Linked DNA regions of Sus scrofa: region 2 is linked to region 1. A link is a contact called in public promoter capture Hi-C data. All regions are on one chromosome and are shown on one strand. The core of a region is the stretch at or near the end of the contact, and the rest is flanking DNA. Distances in the headings are between cores, read along the strand shown.

Region 1 (2,943 bases), core at 155-2,654:
ATCCTACCTGCCTGCAAGGCTGTAGTGAGATCTTGGACTTGAAAGCACTTGGTAAAACTCAAGAGCAAAACACACCTGAGTTACTGATTAAGAGCATGGGTTCTGGACAATCTAAAGTTAACACCTCCTGCTCTCAGTGTCCTGTAAAGTAGGAGCAATAAGAACATCTATCTCGAGTGACTGTAGTGAGGAATAAGTGAAACAATATAAAGTGTCTGGGGCCTAGAATATCGGAAGAGCCCAACTACTGAGAATTATTATTTTGGTGACTAACCTATTCACTGGACTCCTCACCCCCCAGGATCAGGTAGTGGCGACACCAACACTGGCCCAGGAACTGTGCTCTGTAACCAGCTGGGGGACCCCGGGCAAGCCGCTGACCCTCTGCAAACTTTAGGTTCCGTAGCCACCAAATGAGAGTATTGCAAGAGAGCATCCCTGGGCTCCTACCAGCTCTTCCTTTCCGCTGTTAAGGTCGTCGGAACAAAGGCCACCCGCTCCCCAGCCTGTCCCCGAGGGGCCACAACTCAAAACTCCTGCTGCTCAACTCCCTGTGCAGAACGACAGCAGGAGCGGCCCGGTCTCAACCCCGGAGAGATGCGTCCACGTTACGCCGCCACCACTCGTTTCATCAGCAACCTGCTTCTGCGGCCGCTCGCTGCCCAAAGTTTCCCGAAGCACGGAGAAACTGGGCCGTGGCTCAACCCGGAGAAGACCTGAGGGGTGAGCGCGCGGAGCCTGGGGGCCCGGCCCCGGGAATCCCAAGCTGCCCACGCGGCCGGGCGGGGAGTGACAGGTGCGACGTGGGCCCGCTGGCTGGCAAGCGGGACCTCGGGCGGCGCGTGTAGGCGCGCAAGGGAAACGGCGGCCGCGCGCTCCCCTCAGGCCGCTCCCCCGCGACGCCCCCGACAAGATCCCATGGTCTGCCGAAACCGAGCGGCCCGGCGGGGCTGAAACCCGCAGCGCCGAGGGCTGGGGACTGCCGGGGCGACCGCGCGTGCCGGTTCTTCCCGCGCGAGACTGGGGTGCCGGGGGATGGGCGTACGCGCCCCCGCGCGCGCCGCCGTAACCCCTTCCTCTCCGCGCGCCCCCGCACTCCCATCCACCCACCCACCCATCACTCACCGTCGATGTCCCCTAGGGTCAGCTCGTCGCCCAGCTCCGTGAGGGTCTCCATGGTCTCCAGACCGCCCAGCTCGCCGCTTTCGTCCATCGCCCGGCTCGGCGCAGAGGACCCCCCTGCCGTCCCGCTCAGGGAGACGCGAGGGCGGTGCCGCCGTCACCACCCATGACACCCAAGAGCTCCCGCCCGGTACTGCCTCACCGGCCGGTGCCAACCGCCGCCATGTTTGCGCTGCGCGGGAGGGCGGGGCGGGATTCCCCCGCCCCAACCCGCGCCCTCTATGGCCCCGCCCCCAGGCCGCGCACCCCCTTGTTTGTTGTCAATGGGACCAGGCCCATCTTGACCAATCGCCTTGCGGAGCGGCGCGTGGGGTGATGGCGCGTCAACGATCAGCAGCTCAGATTTGCATAAGAAGGCTCCTCCCCTGGCGGCCTCTTAGCGAATGCGAAGAGAAGGCTCCGGGTCCTCAGTCCAACCTTCTTCCCCTCGTTTAAAGGAACCGCTCCCTTTTTTGTTGGTTTGGCTCCGCAAGCTACTACCTCTGACTGCTGGGAGTTGAAGGGTTAACAAGTTCCGCCCCCGGCCGCGGGAGGCCCCCGAAGCCAGCCTTAAGCACATTACGTCATCTTCCCAGCTGTTCCCGCCCTCCCCACGATCCCAGCCCGCTGGGGAAGCGGGTGGAATCAAACCTAGACCCCTAGTACTGGAGCACGGAGGAATCCTTAGATCGTTAAAGTCACGTTCCAGCTAAGCCCCTTGCAAAGGCGCTACGAAAGCTCGCGAACCGCCTAAGAGTGGAGCATGTTTTGCAATTCATGCGCCTTTGCACCTGCCGCGACGACGCGCTTACTCCGACAGCCTCACCCAGTCTCACCCCGGTACATCAGAATCCCTTGCAGTCCTTTAAAATAATGCCAGTGCCTGGAACTATCACAGGCCTCCAGAGGTTGGGTCCGGGCATGAGCATCATGCGGGGATTATGAGGCGCAACCCACCCACGGATTCCCACTCTTAAACTTCTCAGTTCTGCAGCTGGTCACGATATAAACAAATGTGCACGTTTCTAGGAATTTATAAATAAGGAAGACAAATATGAGTGTTTAAAAAATTTGCAAGTTTGTGTGTTCAAAGGCGTTCATCAGAGTCTTCTGTAAATTGAGAAAAATTGGGAAGCCCAATAACGACCTGCTGAATAAATTACATCCACACAATGTAATTATCATGGCATCATTAAACATTACATACATGAATGTCTATCTGTTGACAACGACTTTCACAGTATTAAAAGGGGAAAGTATGTTTACTGCTGGTCTGTGAGAGGCAGCTGTTGCTTGGTGGTCAAGACAGACTTCACAGGCCCTGTGAAGGCAGGCATACGGGTCCATTTATGAACGAGTGACTCTGAGCTAAATAAACGCCCTAAGCTTCAGTTTTGTCATCTCTAACATGGGAATAGTGTCCCTCATAGTTGTGAGGAAAGTGGAATCACACAATTCAACCAATCACATTGCACATTCATTTGACAATATTTATTGAACATCTCTGGGGCAAGCAAAGAGACAATTCCTGCCCTCTGAGAGCCTCTGGTCCGGTAAAGAAAACATTGATATTTAAGACGAAACCTGAAATTATGAGAACTGCATCTGGTATAGCCAAGGGAACAAACAACACAAAGGCCCTGCAGCAGAAGCAGCTGATGGAAGCCAGCACTTGGAATAAGGCCTGACATACGGTTAGGGCCCCTGCAAGGTAGTTATTATAACTGAGAAAACAAGGATCTGTGTGTCACATGAAGGGCAGGATGGAAGGCCTAATAGCTG
Region 2 (2,943 bases), core at 150-2,649, 250 kb before region 1:
TCAAGGTCGCCCTGTCCTGGGCAACAGGTTCCCAGTATGGGGAGGGCCCTGCCTAAACTACAGATGTGTCTGACACTGCCCTTCATGTGTCCATTAGCGTGACTGCTTGGAAGAGAGCATGACACCTCCAAAACCAAGGGTAGGCAAAGGCAATTGATCCAAGGGCACTGTGAGACGAACACTTGAACCATCCTGCCAGCCCCATTCATACCACCTGATTCTCTGGCTGTCCTGGGTGGAAAATTGCTGCCAGACGGGACAGGAACATTCACCTGAGGCCAGCTGAGAGACCCCAGGCTGGATCTGAGATGTCACCAGGGTGCCCGTGGGTCTTACCCTCTTTGTAGAATGGCCTTAAAACTGGTTTCCCTGCCTCCTTGAGGTCCCAGAACCCCAGTTCCCCACGATCCATGAGGCCTGTTCCTCTGAGGACAGTCACAGCCTATGCTAAGCCACCGTGGAGGCTGACTGGTAGCTCAGTCAACAAGGGCAAGTGCCCCCTCCACGTTTTTCCGAGTCAGGAAATGACACAGAAAGGCAATGGACGGCCGCAAGAGCTAGAAGGTCCGAGGACCAATTGTAACAAACAGGAAAGGGTCTCTGGGCCATCAGGGAACTAGGGAGCTCTGAAAACAGTCCTCCTGCCTCCCCGTCCCCAGACTCCGGTGGCCACGGCCACAACCAGGTGGAAGCCAAGAAAGGGCTGAGCCAGCAGCCAGCCAGGTGAGGGGCCTCAGCACCCCTGCGAGCAGCCTTGGGGTGGGGTGGGGTAGGGGGTCAGGTCTGGGCAGCCACTGAGAAGTAGAGGGTGTGTGTGCGTACATGTGGTACATATGTGTTAATGTGTGGGTTTGTGGGTGTGTAAATGTGTGCGTGTGAGTAAGCAGTGTGTGGGTGGTTTATGAGTGTGTGACTGTGTCTGTGTTCAGTGTTCTAATGAAATGAGGGGATGCCAAGACCTTTATCCCCCATGATGGTCCCTCTGGTCACGACGATCTCCCTCCAGCACTGGGCAGGTGCCACTGAAAAACCTGGGCCACTCAGGAGGCAGCAGGACAAGGGTATGTTCTGGGGCTGAGGCTGTGGCCACATCAGGGAGTGTGAGCCCTAAGTGACAAGAGTGGCAGAGTCAAGTGTAAAGACGTCTGATTCTTTGGAAGTTTTACAGAGGTGGGAATCCGGCCAGGGTGAAGGAGGACTTCTTGTGTCCTTGCGGCAAGCACATGGAGAGGGCAGGAGGGACAGTCACCATACCCACACCTGACTTTCCCGGGCCCCTCCCCCACCCCTTGCACCCTCTGGCAGCCCAGTCTCCCTGGCAGGTTGGCTCAGAGCAGAGGGCAAAGACCAGTCTCGGCTCCCTTTATAAAATGGGCCTAGGCTGGTCAAGCCTTCAGAGTGCTCTGCATGGCCTGGTCTTAGGTGCTTGGTGCGGTGAGGAGCCCAGTGTGCACTGAGGCAGCCATGGGTCTGCTGACTGGGGATTTACTGGGGATCCTGGCCTTGGCCATGGTCATCTTCCTGCTCCTGGTGGACTTGATGCACCGGCGCTCACGCTGGGCTCCACGCTACCCACCGGGCCCCATGCCACTGCCTGGGCTGGGTAACCTGCTACAAGTGAACTTCCAAGACCCACGTCTCAGCTTTATCCAGGTGAGCAAGGTGATGGTGGGAAGTGGGCAGTGAAGGTCTTAGGGACCCCACACAGCAGCAGACTGTGGTCACTGGACAAAGCCACAGTCTGGCCTAGGAGCTGGGCTGAGAAGAGGAGGCAGATTCGAGAGGCTTCCTGAGGGAGGGTGTTTGTGCAGTTCCTGAGGACAGTTCAGATTTTCCAAGCAAAGTTCAGAGAGGGCAAAGGTGGAGGTGGGGGTTGGGGTGGACATGACTCGGCTACAGGCTGGGAATTCGGTTGGCCAGCACCTAAATGGTGTGAGCCTGAGCCCCTCTGATTACATCAGAGGAGGAAGTGTCTTGAGAAGGGGGATGGGCATCTGGTCATGAGCTCTATTTATTTCTTTATTTTGTTTTTTTGTTTGTTTGTTTTTAGGGCCGCACTTGCAGCATATGGAGGTTCCCAGGCTAGGGGTCGAATCAGAGCTGCAGCTGCTGGCCTACACCACAGCCACAGCAACATAGGATCTGAGCCATGTCTTCAGCCTACACCACAGCTCATGGCAATGCTGGATCTTTAACCCACTGAGCGAGGCTAGGAATCGAACCCGCCACGTCATGGTTACTAGTCAGGTTCGTTTCCACTGTGCCACATCAGGAACTCCATGAGCTCTATTTAAATCAGGAAGTTCAGGCTGAGAGAGGTGCAGTGATCTGGTTCAAATCTTTTGTCACCTTGAGACCCTGGGCCCCGGTGCTCACCTTTATGAACCTTGGTTTCTTCCCCTGTAAAATGGGGTGCTAACTTGGCCTATTGACAATTTTGGTGACCTTTACACAGTCATAGCTGGGTGATTTGAGGCAACTTGAGGTCCTGGACCATAATGTATGTAACTCCCAGGGTCCTAAGGCTGGATGAAGTCCTTGCAGCAGGGGTCCCCCAAGGCTAACGCCGTGAGGCTAGGCCTGCAGCCTGGTGGGGCCTGAACTTGACAAAACGCCTTTGACCTTTGGCCTGCAGCTGCGGCGCCGCTTTGGGGATGTATTCAGCCTGCAGCAGATCTGGAGGCCCGTGGTCGTGCTCAATGGGCTGGCGGCTGTGCGGGAGGCGCTGGTGTCCCACAGCCATGAAACCTCCGACCGCCCACCTGTGTTCATCTTAGAGCACCTGGGTTACGGGCCGCGCTCCGAAGGCAAGCAGAGGAGGGGGTGGACCGCGCCTTGGCGGGACTGGGCCAGCAATGACCCGATACCCGCAGGGCCAGGCGGAGGCAGGGCCGTGGACGTTGGGTGCAAGAAGAGTCAGCGAATTTGAAGGGGCGGCAGGCA

The links. Promoter capture Hi-C pulls out the DNA fragments that hold promoters and counts their contacts.
Region 2: a contact with region 1 is called in a promoter capture Hi-C map of liver, with 2.9 times the contacts expected there. The contact joins the promoter of CYP2D25 here to the promoter of SREBF2 in region 1. A contact is called at or near these places in 1 of 5 promoter capture datasets (liver) and 1 of 47 Hi-C or Micro-C datasets (liver).

What each region holds. Positions count from the first base shown.
Region 1 is chr5:6,783,320-6,786,262 of Sscrofa11.1, forward strand. SREBF2 (sterol regulatory element-binding protein 2) reads right to left here and starts at 1,405. Exons shown (of 19, transcript XM_021091444.1): 1 at 1,126-1,405. The coding sequence starts at 1,213. MEI1 (meiosis inhibitor protein 1) reads right to left here. Exons shown (of 36, transcript XM_021091442.1): 36 at 2,638-2,943. CCDC134 (coiled-coil domain-containing protein 134) reads right to left here. Exons shown (of 7, transcript XM_021091452.1): 7 at 2,638-2,943.
Region 2 is chr5:6,537,622-6,540,564 of Sscrofa11.1, forward strand. It overlaps CYP2D25 (vitamin D3 25-Hydroxylase), which reads left to right and starts at 1,400. Exons shown (of 9, transcript NM_214394.1): 1 at 1,400-1,653; 2 at 2,636-2,807. The coding sequence starts at 1,465.